Regions from separate parts of the Sus scrofa genome. Here all the other regions are linked to region 1. Evidence: chromatin contacts called from public HiChIP or PLAC-seq data. All regions are on one chromosome and are shown on one strand. The core of a region is the stretch at or near the end of the contact, and the rest is flanking DNA. Distances in the headings are between cores, read along the strand shown.

Region 1 (3,702 bases), core at 519-3,018:
TACATAATAAAAGCAAGTTATTAATTAGTACAGACAGTATGATCTCATTGTGTTTGTATGTACATGTAAACATATATATAGGTATGTGGTTACATCTATAAACATATATCATATCCAGGTACACCAAAATAGAAAAAATATGTGGTAAAATGTAAACTGTTCTAATATTTAGATGGGAGAGTTATATGCCCTTTAAAAGTATTTTCTAATTTTTCTCTAGTGAGCATGTGATACTTAAAAACTGAGTTTTTTTTTAATTACTACTATAAGAAAAAAATATTCTGAGCTCATATATGGTAATAGAGAAAAAAATTAATGAGGAAAAATGAAACCTAGTAATAACAAATGAAATTTCCAATAATTTGTTGGATATGTGCAGAGTTGAACTTGAAAATCAAAGACCGGGATCAAGTCCTGGATCTGACACTCATGCTCTGTGGGACTGAGCAAGCTGATTTTTTTCTAAAACCCAAGTTATTACTATTGGAAGTAAAGGCAATAATAATTGTACCTATATTCTAAGATTTTGAGAAAGTGACCTGAGATAAACAAAAAGTGCTGTGTAAAAATTAAGGCACTAAAGAAACATTAGTTATTGCTGTGATTATTTTTAACCATAAAAATGGGCTTTTGTCTTAAAACCTGAGACATTTCGGGGAGAGCAACAAGTAAATGCTCATGGAAAGGCAGGGGCTGTGGTTTTAAGTTGGCAGAAGTTTAGCATTTTAGGCTCTGTAATACTGGAAGCCATGATTCATGTGGTCATCAATTAAAACTGTGGGACTCAAAGGCTATATAATCCCAGGGGGCTGTCAATATCCGCACATTTTTAGGAAGCTGAACTGTAGTTTCAGGGCAGCAGAATGGATCTAGTAATAAAATGCAAGTGAAAAGATCTGTTCCTTAGGCTTCGTTTTGTCTTTTTCTTTGAAAATATCAAAGCCACTATAAATGGGACCAATAATCTCCCCTCTGTCTGTTTCACAAGGTTCTAATGCGTAAGGTGCAGTAAAAGAGGCGCAGGAGCACTGTGAAATATAAGGGGCTGTACAAATGGAGGAGAAAACTATTCGTAGTAGTTAGAATGGTTAAATCTCTCAAGAGCATACTTGACAAATTTTCCTCTCTCTTGAACCATTTTTCTCTTTCCTGGGAGAGTGCTTATAGGAGGATGATGTAATTAACATTAAGAAGAAAGCGCGTGTGTGCGTGTGTGAGTGGATGGGTGGTATGTGGGAAAGAGAGAGAGAGAGGGAGAGAGAGAGAGAGAGAGAGACCCACTACTTGGGGATGAGAGAGCAGGAGGGGTATGTAATTAAGGAAAGAGGAGAGAAGTTCACCTGAATTTCTCAAGTTTAGTCTAAACTCTCAGGTCCGTTGCTAATACCCACATAAAGCACTAGCCATAACTGCTTTTAAAACATTTTATTAGGTGGAATTGAGCATATAAAAGACAACCTTCCTGCAAAGGTACAAAACCTACCTCTTAAAGTAGGTTGAAAAGTTAGAATGTTTTAACTGTAGCCATTTAGTGACACAGGGAGAAAAAAAGCTGTTAGTGTGTGAGCCACTAATGCGCAAATTCAGGAACTTTTAAGTGTTTAGTCTCATGTGAAGTTGGCCTCCTATTTCCTTAAGTCTTTTAATCACTTGGATTGTAACTGTAATAAAAATGCCTGTACCAACTTCCACTACCAGAGAGTCAGGAGCTGGATTCCATCCACTCTGAGTAAGAGCCCTGGTTTAGGGGAAGATCCTTGGCTGCCATCTCATAAACAGACTTGCTGAGCATCTCTGATGCACTGTGTCTCTAGGCCCAGACTCTTTGGCAATGCTGAGAACACAGCAATTCTTTTGTAAATCTGTACTTAGAAGCCTGTCTCATTGAGGGCAGTGGGAAGTATGGTTGCTTCCCATACCAACACAAAAATCTTAAGAAAAACATTAACCTCTTCTCATATATGTCCTCATATTCCTTCTATGACATCTATTTATTGCAGGATTTCCATAGCAACTGCAGCTATGAAATTACCCCAAACTTAGAGGATTTCTAAATTCCATCAGATTAAGCCAAAGAAAAAAAAGCAATGAAAATGTTATTAATCAGATTAAGCCCTTGTATTAGTAAATGATTTCTTCATCATGTAGAAAATATTACTCCTGTTCACTCCTTCTCTTTGAAGAATGGTTAGAAGTTAATATTTCCCTTTAATAAATGAGGATACTGGTACTCACAGATTAAATGATTTATTTCACATCATACCAGGAAAGCAAAGACTAGGACCAAGGTATGCTATTTATATCACTTTTCTTCCCAAGGAAGCTTAGTGCTCTAATTTTAATATGTTTATTTAAACAAATCCATAAGAATAATCAAAACTAAGCTTTTAAGAGATGTATCACCAAAGAAAAAAAGCATCTTAATGATTTTGCTAATTACAGAAACCCAAATTAAAAACTATTATATAATGCACCTATTCAGTTGGTTCAAAATAAATGTAAATAAACCTCTTCAATAGTGGACAGGTTATAGTTTAACATTTGGTCTCATTATTGTTGATGGTTCTCTAAAGTGAAAATATCTTTTTAAAGAAATCTAGTAAAAGCTCTTCAAATTGCCATAAATTTGGTAATATAAATCACAGAATTTATGCTAAGAAAGCAATTCAAAATAAAATTAAATAAAATTTTACTCAGTTATTTATAGGCATGTTTTTTATAATACTAAAAGATTGGAAAATATCCATTATCTGTCCAGTAGCAAATGGTTTTAAAAAGTAGTGTGTAAACTAAACATATGAAAAGCTAAAAATGGAAATTATTAACAATGAAAAGCTATATATATATATATATATATACATATATTTATATTGTCAATCAATAGAAAATACAAAAGAAAGCATGTACAAAATGATTAAAGTGAAACACAATGCCTTACTGAATCAAATTTGTTTAATCCTATGTACATGTAAGGATTAAGGATTCAAGAGGATATAGGTAAATCTGAATAATCACTGAATCAAAGATAAAGCCATAACTGGTATATTTTCTCTCCAAATTACTTAAATGTTTAATTTAAATATGATCTTCAGTTGATCAATAACCAATTGGGGCAAGAATAAATTAAATTTATGTTAGACTCGTCTCCTTTCCGAACTCAGAGCATCAAACAGGATGGTCCTTACACAGAAATAATTAACTAAGACGCTATCTTCAATATTCTGATTCCATTAATAATAATAAAAAAGGCACAGACTGAGGCCCAGGGCTTAGGTTTTCTCTGCTTTGAAAGGGATCTCTTCAGACATATTGTTTCCACTAATGGAACAGGAGGTAATTTGACTGGATGACATTGCAGGTGCTTCCTTTTCTAAGGGCTCTGGTTCAAAGGGAGATACACACAGCCCTAGGGTTCTTCTCAATACAAACTCTATCTTCAAAACAAATGTTTCATTTTATTCTTCCCGCTTCCCCAACCTCCGCACAAGAAAACCCTTTACATTTTTAGTGCGGCAGCTTATTGGACTTATAAAAGTTCAGAAGAAATTAAAATGCTAAAACATCCATCTGAGGACTTGAGGGCTGTACTGAACTCTGAAATCAATATCGAACAAGGGTTTTGGAGTAAAGCTTAACTAAATTCTGATAAGAATTAAATTACGTTTAGAGTCACCACGGATAAATCTCATTAAAGAGAAATCT
Region 2 (3,702 bases), core at 738-3,237, 870 kb after region 1:
GGCCTGCTGATAAGCCAGGTAAAACTGGTCTCCTGTCCATCTGCTCTTCTGTCTCTTTCCAATTAAGTCTCTGCCAAGACTCCTTGGGCTCTACCCCCAACCTGTTCTGCCCGCTCTTTCCAAAGTGCAGGCAACAATGTGGACATAGTCAGGGATACTCACCATATGCCCACTCTCCCTAGAATCAGCCTAGATCTCATAAGGGACCCATCGGACACTCAGATGTAAGATTTACCATCAAGAACCCTTTGAAGAGATAAGATATATATGCTCTAAGGATATGGCTGAAAGTCTGTGGTTCTACTAAAAGTTCAGAAGAGATGGATAACATCATGGGCCCTATGCTGGGCCTAGAAGGAAGCAGAGAGGAGTACAAAAAAAATTTCATTTGGAGGCATTCATTTTTTCACCATTTAGTCAATAAGCATCTGCCCCATCACAGGCTCTGAGCTAGGAGCCAGGCGTATAGAGGAATTAGATGGTATCCCGGTTCTTCAGAAGATCACAACCCCCAGGGGAGACACTCATGTGAAGATCATCATCCTGTGGTGCAATGCTCAGTAACACAGAGAAATTGACAGAGCTATGTTCAGGCAATGGCCAGATCTGCCTGGGAAAGGAAAAAGGTCTGACAGAAAAGGAAACCTCCCTCCACACCAAAGGGATCTGGAGTGTTTTGTGAAGATCAGATGAGCAAAATGGGGAGGTAGCCGGGGTAGAGTGCTTGTTTTAACCACGAGACCTGGGTTTTCGCCTGACTCTGCTGCTTCCCAGCTGAGTGATTGGGATCATGTTCCTCAAAGTCTCTGGGCTCCAGTTTTGTCACAAGCAAAATGAGGATCATAATACTTCCACAGGAATGGCTGGGAGGTTGAAGGAGAAAGGTGATAAAGGGGCAAGTAAAAGAATTTACCGTCATCATCACCATCATCATCATCACATAGGAAAGCACTTTGGAAATTCTCCATCCTGGTATAAATGAGCAAAGTTATTGGGGTGATGACTTAACTATTACCATGACTACCTTCCCTTGCCCACCAGGATCTTCCTTACATCTGGAAACAGAAGGACCTGTCTATGAATGAGCAGGATTCACTCTTGCCACCTACCACATCTTTTTCCTTCGGGCAAATCTTACTCTGTAAGGCCTCAGAATGTTAATTTTGCATCTGTAAGTCCTCCTGAGCATGATTATTAGCATTTTTTTTCCTTTAAGGAAATTAAATTATGTAGAGTCCACTAAACCGAAGGATATTTAAAGAGAGTTGGCCATATGCCCAGGGTTCACCTAGTCACCCAGGCATTACTGAACAGGCCATTTATTTCATAATTTCTCACAAGAAACTGTGGCAATGGCCAGAGATGACATAGGTGACAGATGAGTCAAGGAGAGAGGGTGACTCAGAGGCAACTATCTTAGCAACCTCCCCTCCGTCCCCCCACCGCAACACAACTGGCAGCCTTGAATATGCTAGCTTCCATAGAGATTTATACTTTTGTTTGGATATTGCTTTAAGGATATCAAAGGATCTGTATTCCTGGAAGCCTCCTTCCTTGTTTCTTCCCTGAGGCCCTTCAGACCATGCTCCAATTCATTCCTTTGTAATGAGAAGAATGCACATTCCTTGGGAATTTATTCTATGCCAAAAATCATACACTGTCTTTTACATTCATTGTTTTATTTACTCCTCACCACTGCCACCCAGGTGTGATGGTTAACCTCAACTTACAGATGAGGAAACTGTGGTGTAAAGAGAGCAAGTGGCTGGCCAAGGTGAGTCCAGGAATATCCGATAGGACTAGCCATACATAGGTAGTTCAACTCCAGAGCCCCTGCTGATGGCCATTCTGATATTCTACCTTTAGGTAGGAAAGGCTGGAGCTCCATGTCACAACAAAAATCTCAGTCACTTCTGCTCTGAGTCAATGCTGAGGATTGCCTTAGGATTGGCTTCTCAGAAAGCGAGAACTGTGGAAGAGAGGAAATTAGCTGAAGGGTGTTCTAGGCAGTCTTCTTCCTGTGCAGGCAGCCAGAGAAAGCCTGGCTCTGGGAACATGTCCTACAGAGCTCCTGCTGGCGGGTAGAGGAAGTTTACCTTAGTAAGGAAGAGAGAACATCTCTGAAAGAGGAAGAGCCAAGTTTAATGACTCTCCTTCAGACTCTGTCTCCCTGATTGCCTGTGCAAGATTTTTTTTTTTCCCTTGAGAAAATGTGATCAAGTTTATCACCTCAATCACAGCTCTGATCTTGTCTCACACTAAGAACCTCCAATAATGGTTTTTCACAGTCCTAATCAGCAGTCTCCAAACTTTCTGAGTATGGAGCCCCACCCATTAAAAGATTTATAATTTGTGTGCTCAAATGGATTCATAATACGTGTGTCTGCATGTGTGTCAAACCATGCCAGTGTATTATGCACATTATAAAAATAAATGAAAAATATAAATTATAAAGGAGATAAATGTGGAATAAAAAATACTTTAAAAGTCCTGCTAATCCTATAACATCATATTATCTTTTCTATCATCCCAAGACGTAATCAACACTCTACGAGGGGTTTATCATTAATCACAGGAGTGTAAACCCATATTTCAAGCATTCTTTCTGAGAATTTTGAGTTTTTTTTTTCTTTTTGCCTACTGCTTGTTATATGTGATTAGATCATCATTGGCTTTAACCCCTGAAATGTAGCCAGTGGGAAGCCAAGAAGAGGAGAAAACATCAGCTCTATCATTGTTTTGTTGTTGGCTTGTAATTGTTACAAGAATTATTCTCACTCCATGAGTTCTGTGCAGGAATCTTATAAAAGCACTTGTCCATTTAGTGAGAATTTATTTCATAAAATCGAGGTAAATCTTCCATAAATCCAAGAAAGTAGCTGAAGGAGAATGGAAGTATGGGGAGCTCATGGACCCTCTAGGGGCTGAGCATCACTACCCCTCCCTCAGAATAACCTTAGCTGGAGATGGACTCATTTTCCTTGGGATCCAACATGGGTCCCCTAGTCCATCTATGTAGGCAATAATAGGAACTTTACCTTCTTTTATGTAAATAAAACTAAATATAAATGAAGATCCCAGTTTGATTTGCACACCCTCCTGGGAGCATGCACTCCTCTTTGGGAACCTTTATCTACCCAAATGAGAGTCCTTAGCCTTCCAAGACTGGTGACCTACTTCTTCAGCCATATCTCCAACTGTTGCTAACCCCACACATTCCCATGGTCACCCACATACTGCCCTGTACAAACACAAAGGGCTGGACATCTTTCTCTGAAAACTTTCTTCCCATGAGCCTTTGCTCCAAATGTTCCCCCTGCTTGGAACATCCTTGCTTTCCACTGTGATCTTTTGAAATTTTACTCGTCCACAGAGGCTCACCTTAGCCTCCACCTTCTGTGGGAAATAATAATATCAACTCACATTTACTGACTTACTACATGTCAGACACTGCATTATCTCACTTAATCTTCACAAAAATTCCAGGAGACAGGTACTAGTATGAGAAAGCTGAGGAATAGAGAACTGCCCAAAGCCACAAAGCTAAGAAATGGGGAAAGCAGGAACCAAACCCAGGGAGCCAAAACCCACACATGCTAACCCTTTATGTGTATTTTAATTTAATTTTACTAGTTGGAACAGGCAAAGCCTACCCTGAACCCTCTCCCTCTTCCTACTAGTGGGGAGCAGAAGTTGCTCCCT
Region 3 (3,702 bases), core at 872-3,371, 740 kb after region 1:
TGTGCGTGCACACACACACACATCTATATCTATGCAAATAATGTTTCTATTCCCACAGGTGTAAAATGCATGAACATTATATATCTCAAAACATGAAACTTTTGACTTCAGACATAAAATTAAACTACAGCACTGCTGAATTTAGTTATGGAAGTGTTGTTTAGATCATTAATAATCGCTTGTACTATATCTGGCACACAGTATGTACTCAATAAATATTTGGATTTAAACTGTTCCTTTTTATTTGAAAAGGTGCTTTTCCTTAGAAACAGAACGTAGTGTCTATCAACACCATTACTCTTTTAAATCCTGAACGTTTGCATTGAACCTGTGTGTACGGGCCACATTCACACGTATTAGATCATTGCGTCTTAGTGATCCCTATGGAGAGAATGTAGTCAGGGCCATTAGTGCCATTTTATAGGTGAGAAAACTGAGGCTCAGGGAGATCAAATTATTTTCTCAGAGAAAGCTTTGAGGTGAACTTGGGTCTGCTCACGCCAGCACGCTGGCAGAAGCTGTTTAGGGAGGGGTAGCTGATGATGGGGTCAGAGGAGGGGAGCCACCAGCCTATGGGTTCATCTGTCTTACCTCCTGAAAGATGCTACGGTCTGATGGGTAGAGCTCTAGATTTTCAGGCAGACAACCCAGCACTGTGGGTGTGTGAGTGTGGGGTTGGTGCCGGAAGGTGCGGGGATCACAGAGAATGACCTGGGGGAGGTGAGACTGTGTGGGTGGCTTCCTTTGCACAGATGTGTCACCCTTGGTGCCTGCCTGAGGCTGGTGGCCATACCCATGTGAGTGCCTGCAGACAAGCCCCACACGGGTGGACAATACTTATGACTTGCTGGGGAAGTGACCAGAGTCCCAGCCTGTGTGGTATAGGTCCTGGGTTTCTGAGTCCCTCTGTAGAGCATTGGCTTTGAGCAGTTCTGTGACTTCAATCAGAGCTTCTGAGACGACAGCCACTTTGCAGTGTGGGTGGACCCACAGTCCTACTCCTTCCTTGGGAAAAATAACTCAGCAATATCTCTTGCTGCTGAGTGGGCCAGGTGTGTGAGCTGAGTGGAAGCATGATGCAGTATAAAATCTGAGGTTGACAGAGTTGTAAGTTACCTGGATCAGATACCTAGTTTATGGATGGAAACACAGAGGATCAGAGGACGAAACTGACTATTACTTCATGCCTGTTTTTAACATTTCATTTATTCAAAAACTATTTAAGTAGGTATTCTCTGGGAGGGTTTGCCTCCATGTATCCCCAGTCCAGTGAAGACAGATACACATAAACAAGAATTCACCACGCCAACAGGTGCTTAGTGAGAGTGACCATGTTTTGAGAGAGGGCTCAGAGAAGGAGCTGCCAACTCCTTTCTGGGAATCTGAAAGGGCCACCCAGCAGAGATGAAAACTGAGTGAATCTAGAAAGATAAATAATTTTGTGAAAGGCAGAAAAGTGCTCACCTGATAGAAAGAACAACGTGTTCACAGATCTAGAGGTGGAAAGAGTGCATGTGACGCCAGGACTCAGGACTGGCTCCAATCTAGGGAGTGTCTCTGTGCATCAGAGTTTGCAGGATGGGGTCAGCAGGCGAAACCAGAAAATGGGCGTGTCCTGGATCATGAAGGGCTTCATTCAACAGACTAAGGAGTCTGAACTGTGTCTTTTTGGCTGCTCCAGCCACATGCAGAAGTTCCCTGGTCAGGGATCAAACCTGTGCCACAGCATTGACCCAAGCCATGGGAGGGATGATGTTGGGTCCTTAAGCTTCTATGCCACCATGCAACTCCTGAATTGTGTCTTATAGGGATTGGGAACACATTAAGGGATATTAAGCAGGGAGATAACGACACTAGGAATGAGTTTGGACATAGCATTCTGTAGACAGTCTGGGAAAGACTGAAGAGAGATAGGAGGCATGGAGGCTAGTTTGAAGATGCTGGAGCATCATAGTAAATTATGACAAAAGCCCAGCCAGAGTCAGCTGTGGTGGGGAAGGCAAGGAGGAATTGGAGTGAGAAATTCAGGAACTGGAACTGACGTGGAGAGTGGAGTGATAGGGGCCCAGTCTGGGTGATAGGGTCGATGGTAACCAACCAACCAGGAGAAGGGATGACAGAAGTGGATGGGAGGGCACTTAGTGTTCAGTGTTAAATTTGTTGCATGTGCAGGGCTTGGAGATATCAAAAGGGTGGCATAGGTGGAGAAAACAGTCTGCAGGCGAGGAGAGAGGCCAAGTTTGGCAATCAGGAGGCTGTCAGGATCAGAACCCATACACATGGATTTTGGAGATATGGGACACTTTTTAAGAATCAGTTCATCCAAAGTGGTGTTCAGATGTGTCTCAGACCTTGAGCTGAAAGCCTCCAGGGGGCAGACAGACCCCCAGCATCTGCCCTGGGAGGCTCCCCTGGGCTGGCAGGGAGTTATCTCACTGTGAGATTAAGTGAGGGGGGTCAAGGGAGAGAGCTCAGGCCCCTGCCTGTCTGTACCACGTCAGAGCCAGGAACTCACCAGGGCCAAGCCCCTTTATCTTGGAGACATCCTTCATCAGATATGGTTCACTCATTTCCGCTCCAGCCCCCATGCCTTCCCACCACCACCACCTCCTCACTTTAGTCACTGGAGCTGAGTCATCCTATGAGCCTATTCCTGTCACCTTCCCCTCCATCAGGATGGAAAGGGTTTGGGTAGGAGCCACAGGGCATGGGTATTGCCATCTGCTGGTCAGATTGGAACAAGAGAATGGGTCTCAGCCTCTGTTCCAATTCCTTTACCACTGTTTGCTTCCTAGGAGGTTGAGGGAGAAGTAAAGCTGGCCAGACTCTGACTCCCAGAAAGGAAAGGAAAAAAAGGAACTAATGTGGGTGGGGAACCCCTGCGGCACCAGGCAAATGCCAAAAGCCTTGGCATCCATTTCCCGTAACAATGGCCTTAGGATGGCCTCAAAATAACACCTTAGCAGTGGTATTATCCTCAGATGGGGAACATGAGGATCAGGAGGTTAAGCCATTTTCCCAAGATCACAAAGCAGGTATATCTGAATGATTTCAAAGCTCACACTACTTCCACTACATTTTCGCATCTATTGCTCCATCATCCCTGGGGGAGTATGGCATAAAAGTCAACTCCTGGCTGAATACTTACCATGTGTGAAGCACAGCACCAGAGTGGTTAATAGAGGCATCTTGCTCTTGAGAAACTTTATGTCCTGTTGGAAATGCTTGATCCTTTGATTTAATCACTCCGTTTTTCTGAGCATCACCTATGAGCAGACCCTGTATGGGGGCTGTGGAGATGGGTGATGAGAATAGCATGGATTGGTAGATGTTGGGGCATTGTTGAATGGTTGAGACAAGTTTTAAAGCCCCACTAATGACAGAGAATTATTGAAGATTTGAGTATTTATGTTTTTATGCTGACTCATCAATCCTCCTGTATTCACTCCTTTTATTCCTTCCTTGATATCAGGTGCTAGGCTAGAGGGTTTGGGGTACAACAGAGAGTAAAAAGTAGGGACAGCCTCTACCACCAAAGAGATTAGTGACCCATATCAGATGGTCACAATTCAGTGGATGTTTGCAAACTTGGAGAGTGTTCAAAAGGGAAGGAAGGTAGTGTGAGAGACCATGGAAGAGGGGGACATGTTTTGGGGGTGGTGGTGGTAAGGAAGGGCTGCTTTGAAGAAATAGCACTTAAAC
Region 4 (3,702 bases), core at 900-3,399, 600 kb after region 1:
TTAAGTATCAATAGATTTTTAGGCTTGACAAATAGAAAACCCAAGAAAATACTTAAGTGTTTCTTTTTTAAAAGCACCAAAAGAACATGTTGTATCTTTCTTTATTTGGAACAACTTACTATCTTGCCTTGGGCAACTTGCTTCCTGGGCTCCAGAGGAACCATTTGCTCTAAAATTAGAAGAAATGAGTTTGGATTAAGAGCTCTCTAAGGCCCCTTCCAAATCTAGCCTTCTGTAATCCTAAAAATGATGACAAAGCCAAGTTTGGCTTTTAGGGACTTCAGTTGTTGTGTTCTGAATACTATAATGTCAAAGTACTGTAACTATTAATAATGCTTAATATTTACAAGAATGCGCAGTCTGAATCTTTCTTGATTTGCACATCACCTAGTTTCTGCTATAGTATTCCTTATTTTTTCCAGAGCAACCTAGAGCTAAAGGCTTCACCTCTGATTGTTTGCCTTCTCAAGTGGAGACACACCTTCTGCAGCTACAGCTGTCCCCAAATAACCTTTTGCCTTACTGTCAGTGTATGAGCCCCCATGACTCAGCAGTCCTAGCCTCTGAGAAACTCCATCATCATCATGACAAACCATCAACAATGAAGTTTTCTTGCACTCTAGTTCTGAGTCAGGCAAGTCAGTCTTCGCAATGTGTAGCCCCAGATCCAATTAAGTGACCAATTTTTAATTCATTCCATGTGAATTTTATTGATAATCTGTTAGGGCCATAGTTATGCTGTGTAAACTGGATGATATGAAACGCATAATCTACTAGAACACAAACAGCTAGCATTTATTTCCAATTTTATGGTTTAGGGATGGTTTCCATGTATGTATGTGTCATGTCTTCTGGAATTCATATCAATGACTTTGAGTTGACATTCAAATATGTGGCAGATAAGAAATATCAAAAGGAGTTTCTGTTGTGACTCAGCAGGTTACGAATCCAACCAGTATCCATGAGGATGTGGGTTCCATCCCTGGCCTGGCTCAGTGGGTTAAGGATCCAGCCTTGCCATAAGCTGTGGTGTATGTCACTGACATGGCTTGGATCCTGCATTGCTATTGCTGCAGCTATGTGGCTATGGTGTAGGTCAGTAGCTGCAACTCCAACTCCAATTCAACACCTAGTCTAGGAGCTTCCATATTGTAGGTGAAGCCCAAAAAAGCAAAAAAAAAAAAAAAAAAAAAAAAAAAAGGTGTCAAGAGAGGTCTCCTTCTAACACTTTGCTGTGGCCAACACAGGCCAGAGACCAATCATCAGCACTGCTGCATCCCCAGAGATAGAGACATTCTATTTTCTTCATTCAACCATAGGTGATCCCTCAGTACATCTGTAATATATCTCAACTGCTCAAGTTCAAGTCAAAGTTTTCTTTCTCTAGAAAGTCTTTCTAGATTTCTCCCTCTCCAGCTAAAAATATCTTCCTTTTTTTGAATACCTACAGTGCTTTTGCTATACCTCTTCTATCACATTTTTATTATATTAAAAGCAATTTTATTACATTTTCCTTCCTGTTCATACCTTATATTCTCTACTACTCTGTGAATACCTACTCTAGATCCATTGAACCAGAGTCTGAGGGGTAATTATGATTCGTTTCTGCTGAGACACAACAGGAACTCCCCATTTTTATGTTTTTATAAATTTGACCACTTCTCTCTGAGGCAAATTTCATTTATGGACAGATAATTGTTGCTAGCAAGGAGCAAGCACAGGACATTTCTAAAGACTTCATTGGCTCTACCATGCATGGGTTAAGAGACCTCCAGCAGAGGAAATTTCATGGGTCATTTCCCAGTAACATGTGACAAACTGCAATCCTAAGAGAAGCCTCAGGTTAATGAGGCAAGCAGATGCACAGGCCAGACCTCAAGACACTGTGGGCAGGAGATTAGGCTTTACAGTAGCACCGATGACTGAAGAATTCTGATTTATTTTCACTCTCTCTACAACTTGTATGTATTTTGGATCCCAAACTGCATTTATCATATGTTAGACCTTGTTGAAATATCAAGGAGTAAGAAAATCAATTGTAGTATCTCTAAGCAAAAACTGACATTGGTTAGAGGTGTACTGTGTTTGCAAAGAGAGCTACAATAGTCTCTTTACAATGTTACTTTGCTCTTCCTCCCACAAAGAAGAGGAATTTACTTAGTCACCCTTTGAATCTAGCTGGCCTCATGACTTTGACTGATACAAGAATACAGCAGCCATATATTTTGCAACTTCTTTTTTTTTTTTTTTTTTTTTTTGTCTTTTTGCCTTTTCTAAGACCGCTCCCTCGGCATATGGAGGTTCCCAGGCTAGAGGTCTAATTGGAGCTGTAGCCACCGGCCTATGCCATAGCCATAGCAATGCGGGATCCGAGCTGCGTCTGCAGTCTACACCATAGCTCACAGCAATGCTGGATTGTTAACCCACTGAGCATGGCCGGGGATCGAACCCATGACCTCATGGTTCCTAGTCAGATTTGTTAACCACTGAGCCACAACAGGAACTCCAATGTTTTGCAACTTCTGAGTCTAGGCCTTGGGAAACCTCACAGCTTCTGCTTTTGCCCTCTCTCTCTTTGTATAAAACTCAACTCTATGTGAAAAAGCCTGAGCTAACCTGCTAAACAATGCAGGCACACAGCCTTGCTATAAGCCAGCAGCAATCAGCTCCAAGCAGACTTGCCAATTGACTGGAATTGCATGAGTGTATCCAGGCAAGGTCATCAGAATGACCACACAGCTAAACCCAGCCCGAATCACTGACCACGAGAATTGTGAGCTAATGACTGTTTGAGGTCACTAAGGTTTTGAACGGGCTTATTACATAGCATAGACTAAAGGATACGTATAATGCATAACACTGAAAGAAATAGTAGCCCTTATTTTAGTGAAGATATCTGGACTGTTGACAAGCTCTCTGGGCCTTTCAAAATGGGTCTGAAGAGTTCCCATTGTGGCTCAGCAGATTATGAACCTGACTAGCATCCATGAGGATGCAGGTTCCATCCTTGACCTCACTCAGTGGGTTAAGGATCATGCATTGCCACAAGCTGCAGTGTAGGTCACAGAGGTGGCTGGGATCTGGCGTCGCTGTGGCTGTGGCGTAACCCTAGCCTGGGAACTTCCATATGCCACAGGTGTGGCTCTAAAAAGTAAAAAATTAAAAATGGAAATAAAATAAAATAAAATAAAATGGGTCTGAAATGAAAGTGTCCATTTTAGACTGTGGGCACAAGCTCACCACAGAGAAAAATAATGTAACGGATGGTTCTGAGGAACAGATTTTTAACTGCAGAGGCGCTGGCTTTTTGTGAGGATGAAGTAACTACATACTCAGGATTTACAAAGACTTGGCTTTTCAAAATAATTCATAATGATTTTTACATTTTGAGTCCAGTTCATAGTTTACCAACTACTTTCAGCATCTTTTGTGGTTTGTAATAAAAAGATTCTTTAGTGCTGACTAGAGTCATAAATTCAGGGGTTTTCAAACTTGGTATCACAGACTTAGAAATGACCTGGGGGCCGTCACTCCAACCTTCCCTTTTAACAATGTTTAAATAGGGAAGACCCAATTAAGATATATTTTGAAGGAAGGATTCAGTCCCTACAAATGAGTGCAATGACACTTACATAGCTCATACAGTTCACTCTCAGACAGGAACTAAAGTGAGTTAGTGAACTCCCACTCCCTTCCACACAC
Region 5 (3,702 bases), core at 506-3,005, 550 kb after region 1:
GCCCTTTACAGAAGATGTTTGTTGATCCCTGGGCTAGAAAGATAAAGAGATGCAGAGAGCCAATTATACTTAAATTTCACATTGGTTGTTGCAAGTGGCTACTTGCAGTTTTTCATTTACTTCTCTGTGTTTTTCCGTAATGTTCCTAATTTTCTCCAGTGACCATGGATTACTTTGAAATTAACAGTAAAAAAAAGTTTTTGTACCTTGAGCAAGCAATCTGATGTCTCACTAATCTATCTTGGAAAATAATCGGAGGTGTAGATAAAGAATTGATAAAAAGGATGTTCATCACAGTGCTATTTACAATGATGAAAAACTAGAAACTCAAATGTCAGCTATCAAAAAAAATTAAAAATTACAGCATATTCTTATGATGGAATAATATCCAGTCATCAAAAATAACATATATTAGGAATTCCTAATGCCATGTTCATGCTTTATTTTTTGGTGAAAGGGTAGTACACAAAACTGTATATACTGTAAGACAACATGTCAGAAGAACGCAAATGCACAAAAATGTAATGAATTACTCAAGAATATTAGAAACAAACAGTGTTTGTATCTAAATTGTGGATTTACAGGTGAGTCTCATTTCCTTCTTTATTTGGTTCTGTATATTTGAAATATTTTATTATGAGTATGTACTACTCTGAGAGCAATACTTAGAAAATTTGCATTTGTTTTTTGCTTTCAGTTCTTCCTGAGGGATTGAGAGGAGGTTGGAGAGGAGGAGACATCTGTGCTACATTTTGAGGGATGAGCAGGTGTTCACCAGATAGAAACAAAGGGCCCAGGGCCAAGAAGAAAGCACATGTGAAGACATACAGGCGTGCGAGACAGTGTGACCAGTAACACTCTCATTAGCTGAAGCAGAGAGTGAGGCAGGCAGGGGGTGGCAGGAGACATTCCTAGAACCAAGGCAAGGTCAGATGATGGCAGGGTGGAGGTGTGCCCAGGGAAAGATTTTACCCAAAGGCCAGGGGAGATGGTGAGTGAGAGGGCAGGAAGCCCCCAGGGAAGCTGGAGAAATGCTTGCCCTGAAGCAGAGCCGGGAATCGCAGAAGCTCAAGCAGAGCAGGAAGAAAACTGGTAGGTAAGGGTCTTCCACTCAGTTCCACTCACAAAACGATTCGTTTTCTCCGAACAAGGCCATGCATGTATTTATGCCTAGAAATAAAATTAACTGGAAAATCAAACCAACACTTTCTTACCGCCCCCAGGCATTGCCAGAGGCCATTCTGACGTCCTTCTAAAAGTAGACCCAACGAAGCATCCCTGTTTTTTCACAAGTTACTTCTGAGTGTTAGGCACAGATGCCAGGAAAAAGAACAGGCCTGCAGGTGCCATTCTGTTCAGTAGACCTAAGGCAGGAGGTTGAGTGGACGAGGAGTTAGAGGAAAAAAGCCTCACACATGGAGGATGAGCTAAGACAGGGCCAGATGATCCCTTCTCCAGCCAGAGGTCATGCTCTTGGAGGAAAAAAAAAGGCTGCAGAGAGGCCCTGCTCAAGTTGCAGTCAAGGGTGGCTTCCCAGCAGGAAGAGAAATGGGGTTCCAGTAAACCGGGAATGGTGCTGGCAGTGGACACTCAGACCTGTTCACAGTGGCTTTAAATGGAAATCTGAGCAGGGGAGGAATCTAGAAGTGCAGAGCATGAGTTGGGCAAACAAATGTGTAGCAGATACAGGCACTCTAGAAGGACAAGGGCTCCAGAATCACAAGGGAAACCAGGGGAGAGAGACAGGTTTGGCCAGACTGCCAGGCCTCCAGGGGCCCTGAGGCCCGAAACAGGAAATGTGCTGCAGGGCTGGGGTAGGAGCCAGGGAGGAGCTCACAGGGCTACGTGGAGGGCCATCTGTCAGAGGTTCAAGGATGAGCCAGAGATGAAGGGAAGGCAAAAGAGGGTCACTGAGGAAGATTCAGCACAGCCTTCCAACCAAATTCAAAAGCCCTGGGGGTGAGCAGGCTTCAACGATCAACAGGGAATGTGGAGGATTGGCTCTACAGGGCCCACATCAACGTTCTCAAAACGTCTTTTTCTTTCTTGATGGCCAAACATGTCTCCATGTCCACAGGGCCATCACTGTGGAAACCTGACAGGCTCTCTCCATCACCCTGCTGCCAGGATGCTTCCTCTGCTTATACACACACCCAGCGACACGGCACTGCTTCACCCATGCCTCAATCTGGTTTGCATGTCTGTTTCCTGTGTTGACCACAAGGCCCCAGACGGCCGAAAGGGTACTTTATTCACCTTCCCCGCCCTGTTCTGAGAATGGCAGACAACGGACACAGAGTCAACTCCATAAGTCGGCTATGACTCTCCTTTTGCACCAAGAAAACGCCTGATGGATTCTCGCTCTGACTCACCATCAGTGAGACCCACAGTTGAGGGAAGCAAAGAGGTAAGTGATCACTCAGGATTTAATTCCAACCAAGGAAGAAAAGTTTGATGCAGTGGGCAGAAGACAAACATTGGGAAAATGATACCATACTGCTCTGAGTGAAGATCTGAAGAAAGGGAGATTCAGAGACCTTGGAAAATAAAGTAGTAGGCAGCAAGCGGCCTGGTTGCTTGGAGTAGTCCCAAGGCAGCAGAGAAGAGGGGGACCAATCAAGATGTGTGGAGAAAAGAAGACATGGGGCGGGGCAGCCTAACTGGGGTATAGCATGAGGGGAACCTGATCCAAACACAGATTGGCTGTAAAGCACCCAGACAGCCTGGACATCCCAGAAGCACCATCCTCCTCCAACACTCCCTCCTAGTTAGGCCGCAAGAGCCTAACTCTTCTCACCCATGTGAATCAAGGGTGCTACAGTGGCCACCCAAACAGAGCCCCTGGGCCCACCCATGCCAAAAGCTCCATGGAGAAGAAGGGAAGATTGTGCTCTGGATCAGCCCAGGCAATGTTTTTGTGGACTCCTAAACCCTACACAGTCATCACATAGGTCCCACCATCTCAGCATCCCTGTCTTCTCCCTGGGATGACTTTTCAGAGTCCTGTGGCTGCTTCATCTCCCCATCTCTCATGCTTCTACAGCTCTTTGGTACTCTCCTATAGCATGAACACCATGCTCTTCTCCAGTATTTTGTAACCATGAAGCACCTTCCCACAGACAAGTACTTTCACCCTTAATCCAGAAAGAATGGGGGACATCAACATAATCACCACTGCTACTCCCATTTTACAGATAAGGAAACTGAGGCTTCTAGGAGACTTTATCTTCCCCTGGACCACCCCAACCTCTAGCCAGGCCTCTCCCAGCTCCTGAACCAACTGTGAGAGATACATATCATAAAGCAATCATATTCAGTACCTTTCTAATCTAATCTCTTGTGCCTAGGTCAATCCTAGGTTCTAATCACTGCAATGTCTTTCACCCTCATGTGTTGGTCCACAGTGCAGAACCGTGAATGCACCTCAAAGCCCTAGTCCAAAGCAGATGCCATCACTCCAGCCAGATTCTCCAGCCATGCTCCAGTGCCGGCGCCCACATCACTTCAACCAGGCCTCCCTTCCTATACTGGTGGCTCTACAGGCGCAGTCCCTGATATGAGAGGAAGACATCTCTTCTGAGTTGCAAGCAGTCCCCTTTCTGGGCTGACCAGCAGAGTCCACCATTACTGGACTACCCCCAGGCCTGATGCCCCTTCCAACACCAAGCCTCAGGCCACGCATCTCCTTCTACTGGCTTCCTC

What was found. HiChIP or PLAC-seq counts read pairs in DNA pulled down with a chosen protein or histone mark.
Region 2: an H3K27ac HiChIP or PLAC-seq map of alveolar macrophages shows a contact between it and region 1. The contact joins two enhancer-like sites. A contact is called at or near these places in 2 of 2 datasets of contacts at active chromatin or transcription factors (alveolar macrophages and skeletal muscle).
Region 3: a contact with region 1 is called in an H3K27ac HiChIP or PLAC-seq map of alveolar macrophages. The contact joins two enhancer-like sites. A contact is called at or near these places in 2 of 2 datasets of contacts at active chromatin or transcription factors (alveolar macrophages and skeletal muscle).
Region 4: an H3K27ac HiChIP or PLAC-seq map of alveolar macrophages shows a contact between it and region 1. The contact joins two enhancer-like sites. A contact is called at or near these places in 1 of 47 Hi-C or Micro-C datasets (embryonic fibroblasts) and 1 of 2 datasets of contacts at active chromatin or transcription factors (alveolar macrophages).
Region 5: a contact with region 1 is called in an H3K27ac HiChIP or PLAC-seq map of alveolar macrophages. The contact joins two enhancer-like sites. A contact is called at or near these places in 2 of 2 datasets of contacts at active chromatin or transcription factors (alveolar macrophages and skeletal muscle).

Annotation. Positions count from the first base shown.
Region 1 is chr13:126,361,022-126,364,723 of Sscrofa11.1, reverse strand. The region is part of intron 8 of LPP (lipoma-preferred partner); the gene reads right to left. Among named protein-coding and RNA genes, the nearest start is that of MIR28, 81 kb to the right of the region's middle. Within about 2 kb of position 1,768, at least 3 of the 83 cell types and tissues checked have an H3K27ac peak or open chromatin away from gene starts, as enhancers often do. A contact at or near this core is called in alveolar macrophages, where this site is marked.
Region 2 is chr13:125,493,071-125,496,772 of Sscrofa11.1, reverse strand. No RefSeq gene overlaps it. Among named protein-coding and RNA genes, the nearest start is that of BCL6, 110 kb to the right of the region's middle. Within about 2 kb of position 1,987, at least 10 of the 83 cell types and tissues checked have an H3K27ac peak or open chromatin away from gene starts, as enhancers often do. A contact at or near this core is called in alveolar macrophages, where this site is marked.
Region 3 is chr13:125,617,985-125,621,686 of Sscrofa11.1, reverse strand. No RefSeq gene overlaps it. Among named protein-coding and RNA genes, the nearest start is that of LPP, 160 kb to the left of the region's middle. Within about 2 kb of position 2,121, at least 17 of the 83 cell types and tissues checked have an H3K27ac peak or open chromatin away from gene starts, as enhancers often do. A contact at or near this core is called in alveolar macrophages, where this site is marked.
Region 4 is chr13:125,760,153-125,763,854 of Sscrofa11.1, reverse strand. No RefSeq gene overlaps it. Among named protein-coding and RNA genes, the nearest start is that of LPP, 20 kb to the left of the region's middle. Within about 2 kb of position 2,149, at least 9 of the 83 cell types and tissues checked have an H3K27ac peak or open chromatin away from gene starts, as enhancers often do. A contact at or near this core is called in alveolar macrophages, where this site is marked.
Region 5 is chr13:125,806,979-125,810,680 of Sscrofa11.1, reverse strand. All of the region lies in intron 1 of LPP (lipoma-preferred partner), which reads right to left. Among named protein-coding and RNA genes, the nearest start is that of LPP, 26 kb to the right of the region's middle. Within about 2 kb of position 1,755, at least 15 of the 83 cell types and tissues checked have an H3K27ac peak or open chromatin away from gene starts, as enhancers often do. A contact at or near this core is called in alveolar macrophages, where this site is marked.